Regions from separate parts of the Mus musculus genome. Here region 2 is linked to region 1. A link is a contact called in public Hi-C data. All regions are on one chromosome and are shown on one strand. Each heading gives the region's core, a stretch centred on a gene start, on an enhancer-like site or on the middle of the called end of the contact. The rest is flanking DNA. Distances are from core to core; before and after follow the strand shown. Region 1 overlaps Slc37a1 (solute carrier family 37 (glycerol-3-phosphate transporter), member 1). Region 2 overlaps Wdr4 (WD repeat domain 4).

Region 1 (7,416 bases), core at 4,571-7,070:
CATGCCTGGCCTGAGTTTCTGAGCTGAACCCTCTGGAGTATTGTAGACTCGGTCTTAGCCATTGAAGTTGTAGCCGTTTTCTTTCGTCTTAAGTCGGATTGCCTGAAGGATCTGTGCGCGCTAAGCATGCTCTCATTTCTTTATTGCCCAGAGAAACTTAACTTGTGGTGTCTGGAGTGTGGGAAGAAAGACACATGATATGCCATAAAGTCCTGGTCTTTAGACTTTAAGGAAGAGGTGGGGCTGTGGCTAGTCACTCGGATGTGCCTGTAGCCACACTGTGGGAAGCCTGTCTTTGTTGAGGTCTGTGTTTCCCATCTAGAGAGCAAGGCAAAGGCGAGTGAGCTTACCATTTGGAGGCTCATTTGGGTCTCAGCAGTGTCCGAGCCCTGGACAGTCAGAGATGCCAAGGAAGATGGTTATAGATCTGTCCACCCTGTACCCCAGAGGCTGCATGTACCGCACCCCAGGATGGCTATGAATTTTACAGCCTATGAATTTTACAGCCCAATGCACGGTTTTTGTTTTTTTGTTTTGTTTTGTTTTGTTTTGTTTTGAATGTGGACTTCATTGATGGCAGCGTAGTGTTTCAATGTCAAAAGGTTGGTCATGCCTGCAAGAATCTCAGTTCACTCAAGTTATAGTTTTAAAAAACACATCTTGATTAACGTTCAACACCTCTGTGACGCTCCTCTTCAGTGACCGTGAAGGATGACATTTTGTTCCTCATAGTGATTAACCTGAAAAGGCTCGCTCTGGTTTTAGCGTTTTGCTTGCCTTTTCTTTTCCCTCTGCAACACTGTTCAGTGCCACCAAGAAGCCAGCAACCTAGTTGGCTTATTCAAGCTAACAGTAGGGACAGTCAGTCAGGGACAGATCCGGCTCACATGGTGTCTTGCCCTTGCCATGGGTTAGGATATGTGCGTGGGAGGGTGTCCCCTGAGCTTGGCAGGAGCCCCTGGTTGTCCCCTTTCCCAGAGTGTTCCAGTCTGACCCCAGGTGCTCCTTACCAGACACAAGGCTTAATGCAGAGGTCACTCGTGGCTGCAGGGGACCCCCCCTTTGGTCACGTGACTTGTGATGGTTGACTTGAGCTGGTCGTTATTCCCATCGCCATGGCCACCATCCTCTTCTTCCTGGGCATCTCTGACTGGCCAGGGTTCAGATGCTGCTGAGACCCACATCAGCCTCAGAATGGTAAACTCAGTCGCCTGTGTCTTGCTCCCTAAATAGGAAGCGCAGACCTCAGCAAGGGCAGGCTTCCCATAGTAGGACTACAGGCATGTGCATGTGTGTGTAGTGCGTTCACAAACTACTCTTTTGCCAATAGCAGGAGCAGCCTTTGCTCTTGGGCAGCATAAGCCAAGGACAGGGCTCTGACTGAAGAATCTCCTTATTCACCCTCCAGTCCTTGGGCTGGAGCACACATGGAACCTGCTTATTACGCACGCACGCACGCACGCAGGCTAGAACATATGTAGCAGATGTACAGCTTGGTCTTCGTGTGGGTCCTGAACAACTGGAACGAGGTTCTGTCCCACAAACTGTTGCCTGTCTGGGATATGTTCTTCTAGCTGGGCTGCCTTGTCTGACCCCAGTGGGAGAGGATGCATCTAGCCTCACAGAGATTTCATGTGCCAGAGTGGGTGGATACCCAGAGGGACCCCCAATTGCTCAGAGGAGAAGGGGAGGAGGGATAGGGGAAGGATGGTGGGAGGGGATGACCAAGAGCAGGGCAGTGAGGGAGATGTAAAGTGAGTAAGTAAAAAAATAGAGTCTGAGGCAGAAGCCCCTCCTCCTGCCCGCCCCCCTCCATTTGTCTCTCATTGCTCAGTGGCTCCTTGTTTACTCCAAAGGAAACAGCGCCTCCTTTTGCCTGAGCAGTCTAAGTCTGCAGTTTTAAGCAATCCCAGCAGGTGGCGCCTTGGGGCACTTCACACTCCCAGGCAGTCTCTACAGGAGAGTTCCCTGTTTTCTCTGGTTGACCTGTCCTTATAGCTATCCAGGTCCCAGACTGCTCCTCCCTTTGCACTTAATTGCTTTGTGGCTTGCTGCATCTTAACCCCTGGTCAGGGCCCCTTTCTATTTAAAAGGGCACGTAAAGTCATGCAGGTCTCAGCTTGGTCGCCAGGGGTTACCCTGAAGCTTGGAGCTGTTCAGAGATTCTTAAAGCTCGGTCAGCCTGGGAATGAGGTCCCGGGCTCTCAGAGAAGCCAGTGTTAGGTATGATGAAGGAATGGTGGCATGCCTCCCAAGCTGGACACCTAACTTGATCCATTGAAAGCATTGCCAGGTCGCAGTGTGACCGTGAGGAGCGGAACGCGCCCCTCCTTCACACCTGAGCTTTCCCTCTGCCTTCTTAAGTATGGCGTTCAGTGTGAGAATGTCCTGGCTACTGAGCTCAGCCTGGGTGACGTGGGCATCTCAAGCTCACACACAATGCTGAGTCTCTGCATGTCAAACCTGTCCCCTACGTTTCATCTTTTTTATTTAATATGTATGTGAGTGCCTTTTATTTAATCTGTATGCGAACTGTGTGTGCAGTCCCCACAGAGACCAGGAGGGGGCGCTGGATTCCTAGCGCTGAAGTCACAGGCATTCTGTGAGTGCTGGAAATTGAACCTGGGTCCTTTGCTAAAGCAGCAAGTGCTCTTAACCTAAGCCATCTCCCCAACCCCAATATCTTTTTTTTTTTTAAATTCTTCTGTGGTTTATATTCACCCTGCATGGTTTAGAGTAAAACAAAATGCATCAATGGCTGTTAGGTCCTACGGCACGACATGCCTGAAGCCCTTAGGAGCACTCCTATTTAATCCACTGGGATTCATGGTTCATTCAGAGAAAGCCTCTTTCTATCACCCTTGCTATGACTTAAAACTCCACGCAGAGCTGGGATTTCTCCACCGTGCTCCAGTAAGCACAAATTCTGTCCCTCGGGGATGTCCCCGGTATCGGAAGGCACAAATCTCAGAACTGGCTTATAAATTTTAAAATAACATCGTTTCTGGCAGTCTTTGTACACTGTGACCTCCTTGCAAGGTCCAGAGTCCTGTGAAGAATTCCTCACTAGCAAGTCCATGAAATTACATCGTCCTATGGCACAGTGACCACGTTGCTGTGTTAAACTTTAGCTTCACTCCTTCCAAAAAAGCATCATGTGGTTGTGGGTGAATATGTAAACAGTCCCTTTAGGCACGATCAGCTATTTTGTCATCTGCAAGGTTCATGCCAGAGAACTGTGTAATTGGGTTCAAACAAGCAAAAACCACACACACACACACACACACACACACACACACACAAACCACCTGTTGTTTGTGTTGGATGTGTTCCTGAATTATCTTTGGCCACATGGCAGCCCAGGGCTGCAGGCTAGACACAACTGATTAGACCATAATGAAAATCCAATCTGATTATATCTAAGAGGGTGTTTAGTATAGGCATCTTCTCCTGTTACCAGAATCTTCCAGATGTTTGGGTACAAGATACAATATACACCCAGGTGTGCTTTAAAAAAAAAAAATTAAAGATTTATTCTAAATTTTTAAAATTGCTCTATCTGCATGTACACCCGAAGGCCAGTAGAGGGCATCAGATCCTTTTTTTAAAATTTAAGATCTATTTTATATAGTTCTCTGCTTATACACACTCATGCCAGAAGAGGGCATCAGACCCTATCATAGATGGTTGTGAGCCACCATGTGGTTGCTGGGAATTGAACTCAGGACCTCTGGAAGAGCAGCCAGTGCTCTTAACCACTGAGCCATCTCTCCAGCTCCACATAGAGTTGTGTTTTAACCTACTGATCTTTCTCCACAGCGACATGGGGTTCTTTTTTTTTTTTTTTCCTTTCTTTCTTGTCTTTTACTATTTCTGAGCACATGGCATTTCATAAGCCAGGTGGATGCTAAGGACTGAGGAGGCAAATTGTTTGTCACTGGTCTGTCTTAGGGTTTTTATTGCTGCAGTGAAATGTGACCAAGAAGCAAGTTGGGAGGAAAAGGTTTACTCAACTTACACTTCCACATTGCTGTTCATCACCAAAGGAAGTCAGGACAGGAACTCACACAGGGCAGGAACTTGGAGGCAGGAGCTGATACAGAGGCCATGGAGGGATGTTACTTGCTTCCTCTGCCTTGCTCAGCTTGCTCTCTTATAGAACCCAAGACCACTAGCCCAGGGGGATGGCACCACCCACAATGGGCTCTCCCATCCTTGATCACTAATTGAGAAAATGCCTTACAGCTGGATCTCATGGAGGTATTTCCTCAAGGGAGGCTCCTTTCTCTCTGATAACTCCAACTTGTGTCAAGTTCATACACAAACCAGTCAGGACATGGGCCCAAGGCTTTTAGTAGGAAACCCACTGTCTTTTTTTTTTTTTTTTTAAAGATTTATTTATTTATTATGTGTATGGTGTTCTGCCTGCATGTATGTCTGCAGGCCAGAAGAGGACACTAGATCTTACAGATGGTTGTGAATCACCATGTGGTTGCTGGGAATTGAATTCAGAACCTCTGGAAGAGCAGCCAGTGCTCTTAACCTCTGAGCCATCTCTCTAGTACCAGGAAACCCATTATCTTACTTGCTTAAAATTCCAGCCTCACTCAGGCAGATGCCCCTCGTGACATCTGTCCCTTTTGCTTGTGTGTCCAGGACCCAGAGCTTCAGTGCTTGCTACTCTCCGACGGGAAGAACCCCCTTCACCCAAGCCATATTGTTGTCCTCCCTGCTGATGGCAACATGGCCGCCATCAGCTTCACGGGAGCCCTGAGGATCCCGGTGAGTCTGCCTGCCAGGGAGACAGTGCTGTGTGGGAAGGGGCTGGGCCTTGGTGAGCTTGAAAGAGAAGTGTGTGGCTGTGGCGTTGGTGGGTCAGGTCCTCCCATCCTGTGTGGGCAGTGTGGCTGGTCACTCCAGGCAGAACGTGGCTCAGTGTGGGATGCCTTTTATTTTAATTTTTAGAGGGCATCAGATCCCATCACAGATGGTTGTGAGCCACACCATGTGGTTGCTGCAAACTGAACTCAGGACCTCTGAAAGAGCAGCTCGTGCTCTTAACCACTGAACCGTCTCTCCAGCCCAGCATGATGCCTTCATTTTGTACTGTCTCTGAACACTTTGAAATTATGTTTTTCACTTGAAAAAAAACAGAAAGCTGGCTGCCCTGGGCCTACACCCATGATACCTTCCCCCTTGGCTCTCCACCCTCTCAGCCATTTGCCTTCTGGCTCTAAGAGTGTAGGGTGCTACACAGGAGGCAACCTGTGCTCACTGCTCTGTGGCTCTACTGAGCCTGCTCCATTTCACAGCACAGTGAGGCTCTGAGTTCCCAGTATGGCGTGTTTCCCCCGAGAGGGAGAGGCATGAAGGGGTTGAGGCTACAGAAGAATAGCCAGCAGTATGCTAAGGTCTTAAGAGGCAGGATCTGATTGTGCTCTGGCACTTGGGGCCTCCTGGCTCTCACAATGCCCTGAGGTGGCAATCTCACACTTTACAGTTGTGAGCACTGGGTTCCTGGACAGGCTTCATAGCCAGCCAGCAGGAGATGGCAGTTTTCAATGAAAGTCATTTCTAAGGATGTGTTCTTACTGTTGGCTAGCAGCCCTTCTATGGTACCTTTCTGCTGTAGACCCCAGATACTTCCGCTAGCATCGGTTGGGGAGCCGACTAACATGTAAATGTGAGACACAGGGCAATATGGACTGGACATGCTTTGGAGGCCTGGCGCAGCCTTCTCTCTGTCCCTGCCCATGCCCATGCCCCTACCCAGATGGTTGGCATAAGAGTCTACAGCGAGCATCTATTTACCCACCCCTAGGCTCTTCTCCAGCTATGATGCCATCTGTTGATCTGAGGGTGAAGTGAGATGATTTTATCCCAGTACAGAGCATGCCAAGCATCTCTGTAGTAGGTACCACATGCTCGCTCCCATCCTATGATACAATAACAACCGGAAAACCCCAAGGGGACTCTGTGTGTGTGTGTGTGTGTGTGTGTGTGTGAGAGAGAGAGAGAGAGAGAGAGAGAGAGAGAGAGGCATACACATGAGTATGCAGGTGCACACACCCATGTGCAGCCATTCAGAGCCCTGAGGAAGATGTCTAACATCTTCATCTATTGCTCTCCCCACCTTATTACCTTGAAGCAGCAGCTCTGTGTGAACTGGAAGCTTGCCAGGTTGGCTAGATAGCTGACCGGCGAGCTCCTGGGATCTGCCCCATCTCCACTCTCCAGGGCTGGAGTTACAGACACACACATAACTATGCCTGGCGTTTTATGTGGGTACTGGGGATTTAAACTCAGGCCATATTTGTATAGCAAGCACTCTTCCGTACTGAGCCTTCTCCCCAACCCAGTCTTTTTTTTTTTTTTCCTTTGGTTTTTGGTTTTTCGAGATAGGGTTTCTCTTTATAGCTCTGGCTGTCTTGGAACTCACTTTGTAGACCAGGCTGGCCTCGAACTCTGAAATCAGCCTGCCTCTGCCTCCTGGGATTATAAGCGTGTGTGCCACCACGCCCGGCTCCCAGCCCAGTCTTCATGAGCATCTCTCTGGGAGGAAATCACTAGCTATCATTTGGCCGGGCTTCTCGTTGGCTCTTGTTACAACACTGAGTTTCTGCCCTGCTGGCAGTCAGACTAGGTGAGTCTGTGCTCCGGATCTCCTAGGTCTCGCTTCCCACTCATGCTCTCCCCTAAGCAAGGTTGAACCCTGTAGAAACACTGCGTGTCCGCCAAGGAACAGCCCTTTGTCCTGGGGCACACCTTGAGACACACTGCTGATCCCACCCCCAGTTGACAATGGCTCCCTCTTCCAGGGCGTGATTGAGTTTTCTCTGTGTTTGCTGTTTGCCAAGCTGGTCAGCTACACATTCCTGTTCTGGCTCCCGCTGTACATCACCAGTGTAGGTGAGTGCCTGCCGGAAGGGACATTCCGCTCTGTGCTTGCTGGAAGGGAGGTTCCCCTCTGTGCTTGCCGGAAGGGACGTTCCGCTCTGTGAGCTAGACTGCTCAGAACTCCCTTCCTCCTGCTGGGCCACACAGGGTGACTGGACAGCAACTGGACAGCGTGGCTCGGCAGATGGGAGAGGACGTGGATGTAGACACAGTGTGTGGCTCTGGTAGTAACTTTCACCGGGCTCATCCGGTTACTCCCTGACCCCTCTGTGGTTCTCGGAGGCTGCCTGTGTTTAAATCTAGGCCGTGTCAGGCTTTGGAACACAGCGGCCAGCAAGCAGGAGCATGGCCACCAGGGGCTGAGATCTGACCTACAAACTGTTTCTGGGGATGTGTTTTGATTTGTGGGAGGGCTGACAGTCTCTTGGGTTCCCAGAGTCTAAGAATGTCCAGAGCTGTGGCTCTTGATAGAATTTTCCAGAAAGAAAGTACTATATAGCTGTGTGTCATTGGCTCAGC
Region 2 (6,857 bases), core at 481-2,980, 160 kb after region 1:
TCACCATCATTCCCTGTAAAACAAGGCTGGCCTGGCAAGGTCACACCCTCAGAGCCCCAAAGCTTGCTCAGTCTGCTCAGCCCAGCCCAGGAGTGCGAACAGCACCAACTGAATCTGCCTCAAAACAGCAAGCAGCTACAGAGCCATACAGAGCTCCACCTGGAGAGCCCCCGGCAATGATGTGAAGGCAGGTCCTGTCCTGCAGGTCTCCCTAGAGCTCCCCAGGGACGACACTGTGGGCCCCGACAGACATGCGTGGTGCTGTGGGCCAGTGTATCCTTCAATGTGAAGGTGCTTCCACACAGCTCTAGACTCTTAGCTAAGCTAACACCACCTGCCTTCCCTGCAACCCGGCAGGAGCCTGTTCTCAGTGACAAAGGCAGACTCTGGAGATCAGGGACTGTTGAGCTAGTGGTAGGGACTGAGCTGCCGTGATCTCCCTCCCTAGGGATGAACCAGGGAGGAGGAGGGAGAGAGCTGCCCACAGGGCCTCAGGAATGAGAGCTGTGGCCATGTCCAAGGTCAGCAACTAAGGGCTGACTGGCCCGGGCACGCCTTTTTGGTCTGTTCCGGGGACCCTGGGAAGGGGCTCCTTTGCCGCTTCTTCTTCAGCTGCTGCTGCAGTCTCTCTTCCTTTTTCTTCAGGTAAGAGGTCATGTTGTCAAAGGTGGCCTTGTACAGGCTGCGGAAGCTGTCATCTGTACCAACAGAACCTATGACAAGGACAAGAAGAGATGCCAGGTGAGTGACTTGGAACATGGCCCAGCACTACCTCCTCTCACTGGATGGCCTTGGGAATTTTTTTGTTTTTTTGTTTTTTTTTGTTTTTTCGAGACAGGGTTTCTCTGTGTAGCCCTGGCTGTCCTGGAACTCACTTTGTAGACCAGGCTGTCCTCGAACTCAGAAATCTGCCTGCCTCTGCCTCTCAAGCGCTGGGATTAAAGGTGTGCGCCACCACTGTCCAGCTGGCCTTGGGAATTCTACCTCCCTGATATCTCAAAGACCCTAAACCTTATGTGACCCAACCCTTGAGATCCACACTTGGGCTGGACCTGGGGACTTGTTCCAACAGAATGCTGAAGGGAAGGGGTAGAGGTGGGAAGTAGGGACCAGGGATTGGCTGACATCTTGTCTGCACTTTCTCATTCATTCACTGACAAAGCCAGCTGCAGGTCCTGAACTGAGGGAGCGTATTAGTGAGGCCTGAATCCTCCAACCATCTCCTGCGCAGGAATGAACCCTGCCCAAGGGGAACCTGAGATAGCCAGAGTCAGTCAACACCAGTGGATGGCAGGCGGTCATCTACAGAGGCCACAGGCACTCCAGGACTCCAGACCCAGAGCAAGGCCTTGGCAGGCTGTGGCTCTGGGTAAGAGCATGCCACACTGCAGTAGATGTCCTTGAGTGTTAAGCTCAGGTGCTACTGGCACAGCCCCTCAGCCAGTCTCACCCTAGTGAGCTACATCCCAAGGACAATCAGCGCTGCATGCTAGAGAGGACCCTCAGGTCACCCTACCCTTAGGTGGGTGTGGTTCCCTGACCGCCAGCAGCCAAGGCTCAGGATGCACAGGCTAGTGTGGTGCTCCATCTGTGTGTGGAGCATCTTAGACATGAAGACAGGCTTTGGCCTGAGTCTGCACCAGGTAACCATCAACAGAACCAAACTGAGCAAGGTCCAGAAGGACCCAGAGCCGGCCAGGCAGAGCGTGAGGAAGTCCAGCAAGAGGGAGGCCAGCAGGATGGCTCAGGAGGGAAAGGCACTTGTGCCAAGCCTGACAGCCTGAGCTTCATCCCACGTGGTAAGAGATTCTGTAGAGGTTGTCTTTGACGTGCTCTGCAGCCAGGGGTCCAGGGTGAGCAGCCAGGGAGGACACACCTTCCCCACCTGCCCCGCCTACCACTTTTATTTCAGCTCAGCACAAGCTAGTCATACTCCAAGAGGAGATCTCAACTGAGAAATCGCCCCGCTAGAGCGAGCGGGCGAGCCTGCAGGCTTCAGAGGGCATTTAGACCACAGCTGGAGCACCCCCAAAAGTCTAGGAACCCTAACTTCTAAGAATTGGCTTTGCAACATCTTTTCTGAGTAATAGTTTGTTTCATAGAGACTGGGTCTGGGTGGTCCTGCCTGGATGGGCAACCTCTGGCCAGTGAATACAACGCTGGCCACCCCAAGCAGCAACTGAGTCACTGCCTCAGCCCCACACCAGCCAGCTCACCGCTCCTCACTGCACAGCAGTAGCACTCCTTGTCTGCATTACAGACCCTGTTCACAGAGCTCTCACCTTCCAGCATGGCCCAGCTCTCACGGAGATGGCTGCAGAGTCTCGGGGACACAGCACCGTCTGGAGCAGCCTGCAGGTGACAAGTGAGCAGGGACTCAGAGAGAGCAAGCAGAGGCCTGGCGGGGCCAGCCTTGGGCACAGGCAGCCGAAGCTGGCCAAGAATTCCCAATGCTGTCCTACCTCGCCCAAAGCCTTATGGGATTGGCAGAGATTTCCCGCAGTGCTCCCTGCACATCAGTATCCAGCAAGGCCCTGACACAGGCCTGCACACAGGAAGAGTACACCCATGTCAGTCCTAGTGCTGCCTTCCGCAGTGTGGGAACCTCCTATACACAGGCATGGGGACCCAAGCCAGGGCAGACAAGCTGCCTCAGGCTATAGCCTTAGGACCTAGATGGATGTGAACAAGGCTGTGGGGAAACCCCAGCCCCACCCTGCCACACCCCACCAAGACACCAGGCTCAGACCACGGAGCTGCTGGGTGCTCTCACCTGCCACTCACCACCCACAGGCCTCCAGAGCACCAGGGGGGCATCACGGCAGTCCTGTAGAACCCACAGCCCCCGGGCCTCCTCAAACACAACATCCCACACTCGGTGAGGGAAAGTCAGCCGCTGTCTGAACACCAGCTGCTGTCTGCTGGCATCAAGCTGGAAGACGAAGACCACGGGAACGCTTTCCAGGAGAGAGAGAGAGACTGGTCATCACCACAGCAGCATGCCCACAAGACATCCTGGCCCTAGGCCTGCCTATACTACCTGCAGACCCTGAGCCACCCAGACCCTGGGAGATGGTACATGTTTAAGGTCCAAGTTCTGGAGTAACTTGTTTTATAGTAAGAACTAATACAGGACGAAGAGTGAAATGGCCACTCCATTCCAAGTGTATATGTCAGGATTTTTCAACCCTGTGGATCACGACCCCTGAAGGGATGAAATGACCCTTTCATGGGGGTCACCTGAGACCATTAGCAAACATATTTACATTACAATTCCTAACAGTAGCAAAATTGCAGTTATGAAGCAGCAACAAAATTAACTGTGGTTGGGATCACTAAACATGAACTATAGTAAAGGGTCTCGGTGTTAGGAAGGCTGAGAACCACTGGTGTAGACAGAAGGCTGGGTTCTCTCCTCTCCAAACCTGTAATATTCTCACGTCTAAGGAGAGCAAAGAGCAACCCCAAGCTTCATAGGACAGAATGCAGATCACCAGAAACCTGCCCTGGCACTGAGAAGGGGCAGCAGAAGGAACCCCTCGATTATCCCCAGCCCCTCAATCTGCCCCATGGGTGCCAACTCGCCGTCTTACCACTCACACAGAAGCACCACATAGCTCTCCTGTCCCCAGAATGCAATCCTGGACGCGGCCAACCCCTGCAGGGAAAGCAGCTGCTTAGCCGGGCTCTGCTCCCAGGCACCTAAGCACCCTTCTCAGCGGAGCCTAAGGGCACAGGTACCGTGGGTCCCACATAATGCCAACGCGGGGCAAGAGTCCACGGAAACAATCTGGAATCACCAGGAAGGGAGCAGCCAATGCCCCTGTCCTCACACATGGCCCCGGCTGTCCCTGCAGGCCTGTGATATGCCTCCAAAGCCATGCAGAACACATGGGAAGAAGGGCTATGATTAAAGACACAACAACTGTCCATGCTTCCCAGGGTAAAAGGTGATACACACAGGAGCTTCTAGAAGTCCCAAATATCAGGTGTAGGAAAAAAAGGACGTGCCTCTCATTGGCTGGCCTGAGGGAGGGCAGGCACCATGCCACCCAATTTTAAGCTGAGCAATCCGGGAACACCCTGAGGAATCATGGGTATACAGGAGGTGCCAGGGGGACTCCATGAGCACAGAGAATGCTGACGTGCCCCCAGCACTGACAAAATACAGTGAGGCTGTCTGCCATCATTGTTTAATATTCAAGTATTCCTGGAGGCCTTCCTGTTCTGCCAGCCCGTGTACACACAAAGTGTGATGTGAATTGTTTCTCATCAGGCGCCGCAGAACTGGGAATCCTGTGTGTATTCCCTAAACTTGCTTACAGCAAGGAAACATTTCTAAAAGATGACGTCCCCATAATGAGAGCAAGAGGAGGTGGATGGCAAACACTCAGGTACCTTGTGGCCTGGCTGCTCTCCAGGCTCCTGTAGGCCGGCCAGGTCACAGCACTGCAGCTGCCTACCGCTTCTGTACTCCCAGAGTCTCAGGGTGCCATCCTGTACAGACAGAAGGGCTACATGTATGCTCAAGAGGCCTGCCCAGAAGCAAGAAAGGAGGGGAGGGGAGGGGAGGGGAGGGGAGGGGAGGGGAACGGGACGCTGAACATGGCTGGGTGCAGACAGAGTCCCTCTGACAGCTAGGGCTCCCTTATGAAGAAAACTCTCTGCAGAGTACTGAAAGCTAACCAATTATGCCAGAGTACCTAGGAAAGCCTCCTTGATGACAGGCGAGTCAAGACACCAAACCATGGCCCAGCAGGCAAAGGAACCAAGATGACCAGACCCCCCTACTGAGAAAGTCCATTTACACCACATGCTGTGCTGGGACCAGGCAGGCAAACACACATGGGCACATAAACTACATTCACAGCCCCAAAGAAAGACTCTCCCTCTAGTGGCCACAACCAACAGAGATTGGTGGACTTGGCATCCTAGTTGGGGACAAGAGTCTGGATACTTTCTTTTGCTGTGGCCACCCAGCAGCAGGCACACCACTTACCCCAGAGGAAGAAAGCAGCAGTTCAGGATGACTGGGCACTACAAGGATGCGGCTCACAAACCTGTGGGGAGCAAAGCCAGGTCACCCAACACGGGAGGGAGCCTCTCACCCTGCTCAGAAAGAGAAACCACTGCCGACCCCACCCATACCAGGGGGTGCTGAGAACACGGCTGGCACGTGTGAGTCTCCAACATTACACATGGACCAAGAGGGCAGGGCCCAGTTCTGCCAGAGCATTGTCTGTCACATGCAGCTCTGCATGGGGACACTCACTACCTCACTCTGCCCCATAAACCCGCCTCCATTTGAGATGCCTACATGCAGGTCAAAGCCATACTACTGAACACTCCGAGAAGACCCCAAGAGGCCTCTGTGAAGCCACCCACAAAGCCCAGTCTAGCTCTGTGGCTCCCAACTACACAGGACAGCAGCAGCCACTCTGCCACCAGATGTGAGCCTGAGCAAGCTGGCTCTCCAGGAACCCTACACCTGCCCTGCAATCCCCCTGGCCAGGAACATGACCTCCAGTGCAGGCAACGCAACAATGCTGCCCTTCTCCCAGCTCCTGTTATATTGTTTTAATGTATGAGTGCCCTGTCTGCATGTATGCCTGCAAGCCAAAGAGTGTATCAGACCCCATTACAGACGCTCATGAACCACCATGTGGGTGCTGGGAATTGAACTCAGGACCTCTGGAAAAGCGGTCAGTGCTCTTAACCACTGAGCCATCTCTTCAGCCCCTTCTCCCAGCTCTTAACAGACTTCAATTATTGTTCACAAGACCCAGGGCTCCTACCATGTTGGTTCACATGGCTCCCTTCATCCCCATTACCCCAATACCAAGTCACCAACCTGACCCAGACCTGGTCCGCAGCTGGCCTTTGACCAACAGCTGCCTTCTCTTAGGGGACCTAGTTGTCCTCTTAGGCCCTCCAAGAGGAATAAGCTGTGTGCATTCCATAGGCCCAAGTCACAGCAAGTTCTCACAGCTAAGAATGGGAACCAGTCTCCACAAGCTGCACTACACTGAACCATCATAGAAAAGGCCACAGGAGAGGTTCCATCCCTGGCACTGCAGAAATTCCAAAAGCTAACTAACAGGCACTGTTCCTCTCAAGTCACTGTCCTCAGGTCCTGTGGAGGGTAGAGGGGTGAAGTCCCCATGGAAGTAGGCAGCAGCAAGCAGAGAAAGGGCTGCCACGTAAAAGCAGTTCCACAAACTAGCAAGGGGTCAGAGTCCTGCGGCAGGAGTGCATGCCCCAGACTGAGGCTCAGCAGAGCCCAGCCCGCAGTTCTCAATGAGAGACTGGAGAAATGGGCTAAGGAGCACTAGCCCAGGAGGTTAAGCTCAAAGCAACTGCTTCACGCAGCCCACAGCCCTGGATTTCTGCAGCTCTCACACCCGTGGGAGCCAAGGGCCTGATACGGCCTTCTGAGTCTCCAAGTAGCTCTTAGCATGGCGTCCCTACAGTCTACCAACAACACCAGTGCCCCAATCACCCTTATCTATTAGACCCAGACTTCCCTGTCTAGACAGGGGACAGGGTTGCACTTACTCAGTGTGTCCCAGGCAGAAAGACTCGATGCTATGCGGGGCAGCAGCCCAGCTGACCCGGATCTTCTCATCCCGGTCTGCAGTAAGCACAAACTGGTCATCAGGACTCACAGCCTATATCACCAGGGGACAGAGAGAGCCGCTCACTGGGCAGCCTTGCAAATACCATCAGAATGTTTGGATTTTCTCAGGCCACCCTGAAGGCTTTTCAGGGAGCTGAAGTGCAGCTTGGAAGAGCCATGGGAACTGGCAGGGTGCAGAAGGAGCTGCTCTACTGTGGGAGGGTCCTCAGAAGAGCCAGTT

The links. A called contact is a pair of places that touch in the nucleus more often than the background predicts.
Region 2: a contact with region 1 is called in a Hi-C map of cerebellar granule neurons, with 2.9 times the contacts expected there. The contact joins two enhancer-like sites. A contact is called at or near these places in 6 of 39 promoter capture datasets (the 3T3-L1 cell line, HPC-7-derived erythroid cells, embryonic stem cells and 2 more), 10 of 15 datasets of contacts at CTCF or cohesin (CD8 T cells, the NIH/3T3 cell line, embryonic stem cells and 4 more), 241 of 484 Hi-C or Micro-C datasets (the 3T3-L1 cell line, 3T3-L1-derived adipocytes, the 4T1 cell line and 118 more), 39 of 115 datasets of contacts at active chromatin or transcription factors (CD8 T cells, DN3 thymocytes, the HPC-7 cell line and 23 more) and 4 of 9 other capture datasets (adipose tissue, embryonic stem cells, liver and 1 more).

What each region holds. Positions count from the first base shown.
Region 1 is chr17:31,328,916-31,336,331 of GRCm38.p6, forward strand. It overlaps Slc37a1 (solute carrier family 37 (glycerol-3-phosphate transporter), member 1), which reads left to right. Exons shown (of 20, transcript NM_001242427.1): 11 at 4,657-4,782; 12 at 6,819-6,909. Among named protein-coding and RNA genes, the nearest start is that of Slc37a1, 36 kb to the left of the region's middle. Within about 2 kb of position 5,821, at least 15 of the 459 cell types and tissues checked have an H3K27ac peak or open chromatin away from gene starts, as enhancers often do. A contact at or near this core is called in cerebellar granule neurons, where this site is marked.
Region 2 is chr17:31,496,216-31,503,072 of GRCm38.p6, forward strand. It overlaps Wdr4 (WD repeat domain 4), which reads right to left. Exons shown (of 11, transcript NM_021322.2): 5 at 6,556-6,668; 6 at 5,000-5,060; 7 at 4,399-4,497; 8 at 3,594-3,658; 9 at 2,774-2,957; 10 at 2,283-2,352; 11 at 1-713. The coding sequence ends at 523. Among named protein-coding and RNA genes, the nearest start is that of Wdr4, 13 kb to the right of the region's middle. Within about 2 kb of position 1,731, at least 11 of the 459 cell types and tissues checked have an H3K27ac peak or open chromatin away from gene starts, as enhancers often do. A contact at or near this core is called in cerebellar granule neurons, where this site is marked.